Regions from separate parts of the Sus scrofa genome. Here region 1 is linked to region 2. Evidence: chromatin contacts called from public Hi-C data. All regions are on one chromosome and are shown on one strand. The core of a region is the stretch at or near the end of the contact, and the rest is flanking DNA. Distances in the headings are between cores, read along the strand shown. Region 1 has its middle 160 kb from the start of INHBA. Region 2 holds the start of INHBA (inhibin beta A subunit).

The links. Hi-C and Micro-C count contacts between places; a contact is called where the count stands out from the background.
Region 1: a contact with region 2 is called in a Hi-C map of fetal heart ventricle, with 2.3 times the contacts expected there. The contact joins the enhancer-like site here to the promoter of INHBA in region 2. A contact is called at or near these places in 1 of 5 promoter capture datasets (liver) and 5 of 47 Hi-C or Micro-C datasets (fetal heart ventricle, liver and skeletal muscle).

Annotation. Positions count from the first base shown.
Region 1 is chr18:53,043,923-53,050,268 of Sscrofa11.1, reverse strand. No RefSeq gene overlaps it. Among named protein-coding and RNA genes, the nearest start is that of INHBA, 160 kb to the right of the region's middle. Within about 2 kb of position 4,343, at least 2 of the 83 cell types and tissues checked have an H3K27ac peak or open chromatin away from gene starts, as enhancers often do.
Region 2 is chr18:52,888,369-52,894,695 of Sscrofa11.1, reverse strand. It overlaps INHBA (inhibin beta A subunit), which reads right to left and starts at 5,012. Exons shown (of 6, transcript NM_214028.1-2): 1 at 4,592-5,012. The coding sequence starts at 4,979.

The DNA.
Region 1 (6,346 bases), core at 3,094-5,593, 160 kb before region 2:
GTCTTCCCTCCCTTTCTGTGTTACCACCTCAATTATATATTCTTGACAGGTTTATAAAAACTTAAACCTTTTAATTTTCCCCCCCAAGGAGTGAAGTTGATTATAATCTGGCACTTCTAAGATTCTAACTCTCTGCCTCCCCACCCTGTGCCCAACGCGTTCGGCCTCAGGCCCACACATCCCAATGTATTGTCCATTTGATCACCCAAGCCAGGTACCCAGAAGTCATCCTCGAATCCTCTATCCTGCTCAGGCCTGCATCCAAAGGGTGACTCATATTTTCCAGTTAATATTCTAAACATGTCTTGAATCTGGAGTTCCCATCATGGCTCGGCGGTAACAAACCTGACTAGTGTCCATGAGGACACAGGTGCGATCCATTGGCCTTGCCCAGTGGGTTAAGGATCCGGCATTGCCATGAGCTGTGGTGTAGGTTACAGATCTGGCTCAGATCGTGTGTTGCTGTGGCTGTGGTGTATGCCGACAGCTACAACTCTGATTTGATCTCTAGCCTGGAAACTTCCACATGGATCAGGTACAGCCCTGAAAAGACTAAATAAAAAAAAAAAAGTAAATAAACAAACAAGCAAAGGGTTCTTTTGAATAAGTTGCCTCCCTCCAACCTCTCTGCTGCTGTTTTGGTTCATTTGGGTTATTCCATCACCTCTTAAGAGATCTCACTTTCAAACCCATAGTTTCCCCTCACTAGAACCCACCTTCTAAAACCTCTATCTGATTATAGTTTTCCCCCTGGCTAAAGAATAACTCCCCCAGCCCTCTTTTCCTTGTCTGATAATACTCAGCACCCTCTCACATCCTTCTGTTATGCTGTATGTTCAGTGTTAATGCTGTGTCCCCTTCACAAGGACAGGGATCTTTGTTTATTTCATTCCCTAATGCATCCCAACCCTCCCAGAACGTGTCTGCTGCATAGTGAGTGCTCAACAAACATCTGTTGAGCAAAAGAACATATTGTTGTATCTTTGGCCCGTGGCATAATGCCTGCAAAATACCAAGGTCTCAAATAAGTATTTGATGTTATCCAATGTTTACAACGTTTATAGTTATAGCTAATATTTACTGAGCTCTCCCCATGTGTGAAGTGATTTCCACACACCATCTCATTCAGTCTTCACAACAGCCCTATGAGGCAGGTTGCTAACTTGATTTACAAGAAATTTGAGGCTTTGGGAAACTAAGCAACTTAACCAAGGTAAATAAGCAACAGAACAGAGATTCAAATAGGAAATGTGACGCCAGTCTTAACAAGTGTATTGTTTCACCTCAAATAAGCAATCACATATTTATTTTTCTTGTCTTTAGATAATCTTCCAATCCAGCATATTTTTAACTTCAAAGAGAAGGTGATAGGAGCAGCTGACCGCTGGGTATAAAAGACAGTACCAGGGCAATTGGTGTTGGAACTGTGTTGTCAGATCTCTTGGGTGGTTAAATATTTTGGATGAAAGTTAAAGCGATGTTTGTGGACAGCCTGCTTTTTTCTCAGAAGGAGAAAGGCTCAGGGCATGTGTTGCCCTCGTAGCCCAGCACGATCCAGAAAACGATGGTCAGCATTGAGAGACTCATCTCTCACGCTCTTCAGGAGCACGTTACGGAGGACAGATAGGAGACACCCCTTTATGCCACTGGCAGTTCTCTCTCCTCGTCTTGAACAAGGTGCCCCTGCTTCAGCTATGCCAATAACATATCAGCAGCTGGCAGTCACCTGCAACTCCACACCCCTCTACACACGCGCACACACACACACACACACACACACACACACTCAGGACATAACCACACACTTATAGAGGCTTCAGACTTTCTACCCCCCCCCAAAAAAAAAAGAAAATCCTGCAGGAGCAAATTTCATCTGCCAGCATTATTTATTGTATTTTATTTTATTTTTCATCTTAGCGCAGTAATTTGCATTCCTCTTGGATCTGTTGAATCATTACAGAGAGTGGGTTACCAAATCCAGAGTGATGAGTGCAGTTATATATTTTGCAATTCTACTCATCTTTGATTTCATAGAAAGTTTTTAAATATAAAATTTGGACTGTAGGCCTTTGATAGAAAATAAAATACACTATATTTATTCGATTTATACATCATACGTTCTCTTAACACAGCATACGTGTTTTGTCCATCTTAGTCAATGTCCTTTAAAAATTCCATCTGTGGGCAGTTCTCATTGTGACTCAGCAGTAATGAACCCGACTAGCTTCCATGAAGATGCGGGTTTGATCCCTGGCCTTGCTCAGTGAGTTACGTTCCGGTGTTGCCATGAGCTATGGCAACAACAGACACAACTTAGATCCTGCGTTGCTGTGGCTGCGGGGTAAGCCAGCAGCTGCATCTCTGATTTGACCCCTAGCCTTGGAACATCTATATGCTGCTGGTGTGGCCCTAAAAAGAAAAAAAAAAAAAAATCCATCTGTGGGAGTTCCCTGGTGTCTCAGTGGGTTAAGGGTTGTGTTGTCACTGCTGTGGCTCAAGTTCCACCCCTGACCCAGGAACTCCTGCATGCTGTGGGCAGGCCCCAAAAAACATTCCGTCTTTGATGGGAGCTCTACATGTCATCGTGAAGACTCACCGTTTATTTAACCATTCTCTGTATGTTAGATTTTGAAGTTTCCATTTTTTCTATTATAAATAATTTTCTAAAGAACAGCTTTGCATGTAAATGTTTCCTGCATTATTTCTTAGAAGAGCTTTCCAGAAAGACAATGGGTCTAGGAGTAGTTTGTTAAAGTTGTATATTACGTGTTGCCAAAATGCCTTCCCAAGATTTACACTGAATTCCCACCAGCTGGTATGAGGGTTGTCAATGCAAGGCCCTCTTGATAGCATGAACAACGTCATTACAAACAATTCCAGGAGTTCTCGTTGTGGCTCAGTGGGTTAAGGACCCAATGTTGTCTCTGTGAGGATGTGGGTTCGATCCCTGGCCTCACTCAGCGGGTTCAGAATCCGGCATTGCCACAGGCTGAGGCATAGGTGGAAGATGTGGCTCGGATCCCGCGTTGCTGTGGCTGTGGCAAAATTCAGCCCCTAGCCTAGGAACTTCCAGATGCCACAGACGCAGCTGTAGAAAGAAAAAATATTCTCGATGCTCATACGGGAGAAATCTCATTGTAGTTTTATTTGTGTTTTTGTCACTAATGATGCATTTGAAGTTGTTGCCTATTTGTAAAACATTTGTATTTTTTTTTTTTTTGTCTTTTTGTCTTTTGTTGTTGTTGTTGTTGCTATTTCTTGGGCCGCTCCCGCGGCATATGGAGATTCCCAGGCTAGGGGTCGAATCGGAGCTGTAGCTACCGGCCTACGCCAGAGCCACAGCAACGCGGGATCCGAGCCGTGTCTGCAACCTACACCACAGCTCACGGCAACGCCGGATCATTAACCCACTGAGCAAGGGCAGGGACCGAACCCGCAACCTCATGGTTCCTAGTCGGATTCGTTAACCACTGCGCCACGACGGGAACTCCATATTTGTATTTTTTGTTTGGTGTATCATTTATTCATGTATTTTACTCAATTCTACTAGAATTTGTGTTAAGTACTTGATTTATTAAAAATATCTTTGTGTAAGTGAAATAGCAGCTCTTGCCATATCTGCTGCCAATATTTTTTTTCTGTTGCATTTATTGTTTCATTGAGTTTATGGGTGTTTTTGTCATAAGGATATTTTAAGTTCATGTCCTTAAACATACTGATTTTCTGCTTTCGGGGGTTATTTTTTCAGCATCCCTCTCCCTTTCCAAGATCAGTATTTAGATTTTCAAGCGCACTGAGTGGTAGTATAGTCTGGTGAATTACAGTGAATCACTTTGGAATGGTTTCCAAATTACTGATCATCTAAAAGTCAAACTCGTATTTTTCCATAATTGTACTTCAGATGAATCTGTTTACTTTGCGGGCATTGAAAGCAGATTTACTACATCTCTTAGGCCCGTTCGTGGTGCTGCTCTTGCCGGGGATCAGAAAGGAGGGGACCACGGGCTCCGGAGGTGCCGCCTCCCTCCTCCCGTTCACCTTTAAAGATGCTGGGTGTGAAGTGACCTCCGAGGCTCTGGCTTCCATCCCCACCAGAGCCCTTAAGCCCTTTTTGATAGCACAGGTCACAATATCACAGACTCCTGAGATCTGAAAGTCTCTCCTGATTGGGCTCTATCGTTTTCAGCGTTATCAGAAAGAAAAGGTCTAATTAGATGGCAGAGCCTGCTGAGAAGCTCCTGTTTATCAGCTGTTAAATTCTGCACAGGCTGTGTCAGAGCCACAAAAGCAGAGCTGACGTCCCCAGTGGGATCCCTGAACAGGATGCCAGTCCCCAGATGGGCCAAGGTCAGTCAGAGTGGGCTTCCACGGTAGATGCCTGGACCAGGCTAGTTGGTAGATTATGATTGCAGCCCCGCGTAGGCGTGTGATTGTATAAGTGCCCACACACACACTCCCAGACAAACCAAAAAAGAAGAGAGGAAAAAACGGAGAAAATGATACATGGAAGGAAGAGCTCAATCCCGCAGCCATGTGGTGACAGTGTCTAAAACCAGCTGCTGATTTTAAATATCTGTGCCCCCGCATCCTGTTAGATAGGGACCAAAACGGGGGGCTCAGCCTTCCCAGAGCCCAGGGATCAGGCATTTTTGTGCCTGGCCATCCACAGCTTCAAGTCCTGCACTCACATGCGGAGCCCTGGACAAGATAACGCCTGACGTTGAGTGGAGGCAGGCAGTGCCGACACACGGTTCAGTCCATGCCTCCGCCTCACCAGCGTGGTGTCCTAGGTGAGCATGTAACCTCTCAGTCCAGAAGCTTCCTTGTCTGCTTCAACTGGGATGGCAACACCCATCCTACATCTAATGAAGGTTAATTTACGCGAATATAGAGCTTATCACATATTGAATATGGGTTGGTTGCCCTTAACAAATATTACTTTCCCTGCTATTCTTAGCCCTTTCTAAAGACCGGATCTTCGGCTTTTTTTTTTTTTTACCTTATCTTGCGAGTGGCTCTGGCAGGGAGAGGTAAACAGGATTTTGGGAATCTTGTCCAGTTGGGGCCCTCTAAGGAGAGGAGTTGAACCCTGTGGTGGCATCTGGCCAACTTCACATTCTAATCAAGGGCACAGCCGCTGCTAGTGGTCAGGGTTTTGGCTTTGTATACATTTAGGTTTGGAGCTTGCTCCCCAACAATCCCCTTTACAATCTCTTCAGGACGGATAAAAGCTCTCCCATGAGAGGCAGAGAAAATTGTATGCTCCCTTTAAGAGTAACAGAAAACATTTTTGTTACATTTCTGGTGAATACTTCCCTCCCAGGAGCCTTCTTCCCAAACTTTACGAGGTGAGCATGGCAAAAGAAATCCAAGAGCCTTTGAAGTCTTAAGTGGGCACTGCTTGACACGCTGAGCTCCCAAGGATTTTCTCACGTTCACATGGAAACCTCATTGTATCAGCTCAAGAAAGTGTGACAAGGACTAGGAAGGATGGAAGGAAAGGAGGGGGCGAGGAAGGAAGGCACAATCTTGAGAACAGGTTTGTACTGACACGAAGCTGGAGTTGTGGCAAAATTAGCTAAAGCCTATAGTAAAGCCTCTTGAATACCACTTAAAAATGGTATTTACCCCAGGGCCCGAGTTCTTTCATTTCAGAAGAAGAGGGATGTGAGAAGAAGAAGAAGCATCACAGCTTATAGGACACAGGAGGAAAGAGACATCGCTTATATGTAATTCAAAATCAGCAGGTGCAAGACCAGATCCTCTCCCTCCAAAACCTCTAATGCTGCTTCTCAGCAGTTGATCATGTGTCAGTGCATCCGTCTCTCTCCTCTGATTAGGTTCATTTAGCTGGTTTATATTCCTTTAATGTCTTTGCTGGGTCCTCCTCTGATTACATTACAAATGTTCCTTGCCCTCACAGTGCCACACAGAAGCAGAGGATGTCACAAAGGGAAGTCACAGAGCAGTCTCAAGGGCTGAGCAAATGAGGCGAGAAAAATCAGAAGGTCGTCTCTGAAAGAATGCCCTGGGGAGAGAGGAGGCGTCTCTTTACCTGTGCAGCCCCTTCCAACCGTATTCACAGTGGTGCCCACTGCAAGATGAATGACGGTGAGACCTCCCAACCACGGCTTCTCTCCAAAGATTCTGCAGATGGAGAACCCCCCAGAATGATCTGGAATAGTACTGGGCTCATAGCAATGCTCTCTCTGTAAATAGTGACAGCTTTCGTACTAATCACAATAGCCAAGACATGGAAGCAACCTAGGTGTCCATTGAGAGACGAATGGATAAAGAGGATGTGGTACATATTCTCAGTGGAAGACCACTCAGCCATAAAAAAGAA
Region 2 (6,327 bases), core at 3,763-6,262:
TGTTCCCTGAGCACGGATTTCGCATTTGGACTGTTAACCAGGGGTTCCGCAAAAAGCAGCCAGTGAGGCCTTAAAGATTCTGCCTCCTTTAGCCTCCATCCAGAGGTCGGTCTTGCCCCCCAGGGCAGAGCTGCAAGTTGGGTTAGAAATGATCTGGATTGATTTTTTTTTCAGCCTTAATATCTTTCCTGACATTTACTGAATTGTAAAGGATCGGCCACAGTCCTGTGCCTTTCATTTAAAGGGTGATGAAAAAAGGTGAAATATTTTCAAGAGAAAGGCATCTTGGGTTCCTGAAAGACGCAGAGAAAATTCTGAGGTGCAACCCACAGACTTTCAGAGCCTTCTTCCAAAGTTCCTGAGAACTTTTACACTTTGGATTTTGGATCTGGGACTCGGGGGGGGCGGGGGGATAGCGTTCCGAACCACAGGAAGACTAGCTGAGAGATCTTGCTGGAGTATATTTTTAGCAGAAGAGAGGCCAAGACAAAGACGGGGCTTTCACGAAAAGAGCTTGGGCAGGGATGCTTTCAGCCTGTCTTCAGACAACACAAGCTCTCCCCCGACCCTCCCCGCACTCCCACTCCCGCACTCCTCCCTCACAGGCCCAAACCACGAATCGAATCCATCTCTCTCAGCTTTTCTCCACCACTGCTCTCCACGCCCTCCGCTCAGAAACGAACACATCTTCCCAAGCCCTACACTCTGCTGCCTTAAATCCACAGACTTTCTCCTCCCAGTCTGAAGTCACTTGTCATGTGTCACTGGTTGAAAAACCTGTTGATAAGACTGACTGACCTAGGCAACCCAATCAGGGGAGACAGAAGATGGGGTTTTTGGTAAAAGCCCAGGCGGCCGTATTCGGGAGAGATGTGTGAGCAGCTCAGTATTGCTGATGACTCAGGGCCACATTTCTCCCGCTCTGCTTTGTTTGCTTCTGAAATGTATCATTCCAGAGAGCTCCAGAATGTTCACATGTATCAATAACTAGAATTCCCATTTCCCCTCCTTCGGTCTCATTTCACGTGTTACAGGTAAGTCACGTCCTTCCCATCCCATAACAAGCCTAACTTTTCCCAGAGGATGAGAGGAAGGAGCCGGGGAACTGATAATCCCTGAGATTAGGGCGCTACAGCCTGGGGCTTCCAGTAGGTGAAATTGTGTTTCCCTAGAAGATTAACAGATAAGGAGCAAAAGTCTTTGGAAGGCGCCCTCTTGTGGCCAATCACGCCCCACTATTCAGAGGAGAAAGTGTGTAACCCCTAAAGACACCTTCCAGGGAGGGTGAATTCCCAGGCAAGTTCAGGAGACTGCCAGGGGGTGACGGGAGTCCATTCCTCTTTGAGCTGGCCTTCTTGGGGTGGAGGAAAACTCATCCCAGCCAGCTGCTTCCAGCCCCTGTTCGGGAACATTTGTGACCATTTCTAATGCAAATCTTCTGTAACTAGGATCTTCCAGGGGAGGCGGTGTACACGCTGCTTTCAACCACCCTTGGGCTATGTCAGTGTTTTCTGTTTCTCGGTGTTTGATTTGCCTTCCTTTCCTAGCCTTTCTTCAGCAAGTGCTGTCACTGCTAACTTAACGACCAGAATCGGTGTATAAACTTGGCATCACAGAGAGTCAAGGATACATGTTATTGTACTTTGCCGGCTGTTGTCACTAATGCAAAGGAGATAAAACAGGATACAGTGGTCGCGAAAACCACTGACTTTAGCTTTCGTGACAATGACGGGGACAGTTGCCTTAGCTCTGCCCATCCCTTCCTCCTTTCTTTTGAGATTTTCAAGAACACAGTAGACGATTCTGCTGCCAGCCTTGCCAAGAGTGCAGTGACCTCAGTGAGCAATGCTGGGTGACAGATATGATGAGAAAAAGCATTTTTGTTTGTGGGAATATGTTCCAGAGAGCCCGAGGGCCACTCCTTGCCTCTTACTCCATAACCTCTCAGCTTTACCAGGACGAGGCCTTGGGCACCTGAGCACAGTGAGACTGACTCAGTTCAAAGACCTCTGGGCACGTGAGGTGCTGTCATCTTTCAACTGCCAGGTGGCCCTGTCTCGGCCTGTTTGGTCGTGGAGCGTGGAGGCAACAACTGAACGCGAATCCCCAGCTGAGGAAACCTGAGACCGAGGGGGGCCTCTGTAGGCGTGTGACCCTCACGCAGGCCACACTTACTGACTGCATCCTACGCGGTACAGAATCGCTTCTGAAGAAAAGGACAGTGAGTGCTCTCTGCTGCTCTCAAAAATCTTGACTTCTGACTTTGGCCGAGTGTTGCTCAGGTTGACTTAGTCATAGCAGTAGAGCAATGAGACATGTTTGTATTTTCACTACCGTCACCCCGATGTTAAATCTCTTTCTTGGTTTAGCATAGAAGCGCCCACAGACACGGTACTACTCTCTTCCGGGAGAGGAGACCGTCCGTAGGGCAGTCACTCTGGGGAACTCGTACTAAATCGGCCCGAGGCAAAACCTCTGCAATGAGCAAACTGAGCAAGGAGAATCAAATCTTTGCTGAGGATCCAGCAGCTCAGCCCGAGTCTGGGTGTAAAACGCAAACGGGAGGAGTTTCCATTACAGACCCTCAACTTTAGTCAATGTGCGAATCAAATGAATCCACCTTTTCAAAAAGCAGCTCAATTTCTTTCCAACCAAACACCTACCAGAGGAGTTTAAAAAAAAAAGGACAAGACTGAGGGAAAGACTGGCATGAGACGAGGCCATACGTGAGAAAGAATGGGAAAGGTCAGATTCTTCCATGGCAAAATTCTCAATGCCAAGGGAGCGAGTGATTCGCTATCCGAGTCAAAGTCAGATCCGGGGGCCCAGTGCTGGTATCAGGGATAGAATTCAAAGGGGCCAGGGGCATAAGTCTACTTAGTCATATGATGTGGGTAAAGCCAGTTGAGGAAGAGCTGCAATTAAGGCCGTGCTGTGTGGCAACTGGTGTATAAAAACCTGTACAGGGTCCCTTTGTGGCAAGAGTGGGAACAGCCCCCCAACCACTGGAATCCACTTGCTGCTCAGGACCCCGGCAAAGACTGAGCAAATCTGGGTAGCCACTCGAAAGCTCCACCCTGCCTTTCCCCTCCATACGCTTCAAAAGATAAAGTCAAAAGTATCAGGGCCTTTGGGGCTTCATTAAAAAAAAAAAAAAAAAAAAGGTTTAGAGGAAGAAAGTAGTCAGACCTTTCTCGAAAGGAAAGAAGCTTCTGGTGAGACAGCTAGAACCGCCCTTAGGACATCAGGGCTTTGCCGAGGAGGAGAAGCCAGCAAGCCAGCAGGCTATCTGCTCCCTTCAAGAGGATGCCCAGGTCTCGCACGGTTTTCTTGAGCACATAACATCTGAGTCAACAGGTTTTCAGGATTGGAAATTCTGAGTGTTGCCTTAATTGTTTATACTGCTGCGGCAAACTTTTAAACAGCAATGCTGGGAGTCCCGGCACACACTTTACTGGCCATATGCTCTACCAAACAAAACAATGGCATTCCTTTCAAATGGATTTGGCAAGGGATACCATTCTGTAGCCTGGCATTACCATGAAAGTAACATGGAATTAACACATCTGTGTGCCTGGACTTGCCCAGCTTGTAGGCAGGCAAAAGGATCCGGGTCACATAACTGTAAAAATGACCTGGCCCCGGGTCTCCAGCCCTCCCGCTTGACAGGTATTTTTTTCTTCAGCAACAGGTTCGTGTGGTCCTGAGCCAACGATTAGAATCTATTTATTAAAGTTCTTCCTCTTAAGGATTGAGTGAGAGCTCCGTGTAGTATCTGGAGCACTTTGTCAAGGTTGCATTCCTTGGCAGAGAGCTCTTAGTAACTTTACAGAGAACAAAACTCTTTCTTTTCCTTTTTTTTTTTTTTTTTTTTTTTGGTTCCGAGAGCAAAAGTCAGTGTTCCAAAAAGCAACTGCCTGCCGGTTCAATGTCATGTGCCCCCACCCCCACCCCCACCCCCACCCCCACGTCGCTCTCGCTCGTCCCTGCCTAAAACGTGATGCCTGTGCTCCTTCGAAGCCGAGTTGCCAAAGGTAAACACGACTGTCACTAATGCAGATGCCCCGCTTCTGGAAGGTGGCCCCTGATTGGACTTTTAAAGAAAAAGGGCTGCTTGGGCGACAAGGACTTCCTCCGTGCCCTTCCACCCCAATCCCGCGCTCGCCGCCCCCTCCCCCGCCCCCGGGTAGAAACTTCGGATGGGGTCCGGAAGCCTCCCGCCCCCCCCAGCCCCCCGAAACTGCCCGGCTTTCCTCTCGCCGCCCTGCTCTGCTCTCCCGGGCAGGGCAAGGGAGCCTCTCTCCCGCCGGCTTCCTGCTCCGGGATCGGCCGAGCGCTTCCTCGGCGCGACCGGCCGAGCGGAGCAAGTGTACGCCGACCCCCTCCCTGCCGCCGCCGGCCGGGGCTCTGCCTGGGCTCCCGGCTCCGGGAGGTTCCCTCCCGGTCCGCCCCTGGTCGCCCCCCGGCCGGCCCGCTCCCGCGCCCGGCGAACGCACGACCTTCCCGGGCGGGTGCAGCTGGAGGGCGGCAGGTTCCCCCCGCGCGGTCGGAGACCCGTGCCCCCCACCCCGCCCCCCAGGCCAGCACCCACCTGCTTCCGCGAAGGTGATGATCTCCGAGGTCTGCTCCATGAGTTCATTCATTTCCGCCCTCCTCCCGATGTCGTCCTCCAGCTCCACGTACCCGTTCTCCCCCACTTTGCCCACATGAAGCTTTCTGATCGCGTTCAGAAGCGCCGCCTTGGGTACCGGCTGGGTGACATCGGGTCTCTTCTTCAAGTGCAGCATGTTTAAAATGTGCTTCTTGACGGCTTCCACCATCTCCGGCTGAGAGTTGGGTACATCCTTTGGGAGGGTGGCCAGCGCACAGGACGGGCAGTCCGGGGCTGCGCTGTGCCCCCCGGATCCTGGGGTGGGGGAACTCCTCACTATAATCCAGCAACTCGCCAACAAAAATCCTCTCAGCCAAAGCAAGGGCATCCTGGCAGCCAAAGTTGTGGTGACGGCCCTTTTAAAAGGCTCCGCTCTTCCTCCCCCTCACGCACGGGTTTTTTTTTTTTTTTTTTTTTTTTTTTTTTTTTTTTGCTTTTTTTTTTTTCTCTCTCTCTTTCCTTTTTGGGGTTTTGGTGTGTGTGTGTGTGTTTTGGTTGGTTTGTTTGTTTGTTTTTGTTTGTTTGTTTCCTGTCTCCTCTTCAGTCAATTCTCTGGAACAAGAACAAAAAGTTTGCTGTGAAGTTTGTTTGCAGGTTCCCTCTCTGGATGCAGTCGGGGCTGTAGGTTTGTGGCTGTCAGGGAGGAGAGTAAGAGAGAGGGAGGGAGGGAGGGAGGGAGGGGGGAGAGACGGGGGGGGGGAGACAGAGACAGAGAGAGGATGGGAGGGAAGAGAGACGGGGAGGGAGGGGGGGGGAGAGGGGGAGAGAGGGAGCGATTGGCCCCGAGTGAGTGAGTGAATGGGAGAGGGAGGGAGCCGCGCTGCGAGTAAAGGCTGAGATTAGGAAGGGGAGGGACCGCCCGCTCTGACGGGCTGCTCGCCTGCTGCTCGCGGCTCCCTCGCACACACCTCTCTGCACACACCACCCGCCGCCCGAGGTCTGCTTCCCCTCCGCGAGGAAACGCTCCTGATTTTGGGCCACTTCTCCTTTCCCTCCCTTGCTTTCTCTGCCCAGTCCCCTTGCTTCACCTTCTTCCTCTTTTTTTTTTTTTTTTTTTTGGCGGGGGGGGGGGGAAGCAAAGCCCAGACACAGACGCCCTATCTCAATCAATCCACCGAGAGGACCCGCCGGAACCAGCCTGGCCCAGCGCCCCTCCACCTGCCGAGCCACCGACTCAGGGGTTCGGACACCCCCGGCGGGAAGGTGGGGTTCAGGGTCCCCGGAGGGGGCGGACAGGTGATGGAGGGCTTGGGAAGAGGGGCCAGCCCATCCTCCTGGGCTGAGGGAATCCTGCAGAGCGCCCCCCCCCGCCCCCCTCCCCCGCCCTTCATTCATAGTTCAGTGTTCAGGGCCGTCCACGCTGGCGGGCGATCAGAGATCAGAGAACTTTTGTTTGGGGTCATGTCACAGACTCTACTTTTCCCCAAATGCAAAAATGCAGCCGGGCATTGGAAGATCCACAGGCAGGCGGGCTGGCAGGCAGCGTGGTCCACGCTCCTGTCATGTGCAGCTCTGCACCCTCTCTTAGCCGTGCCCCTTCTGCCCTGCACACACACGCACAGATGACAGCTTACCACCGCTGGCCCTGACTGACTGCACAGATAAAACGCACAAGTCAGTTGGCCTTTCCCACATTATTTTATATAAAGAGTGCGCTCCCGTGACTTGAATAACTG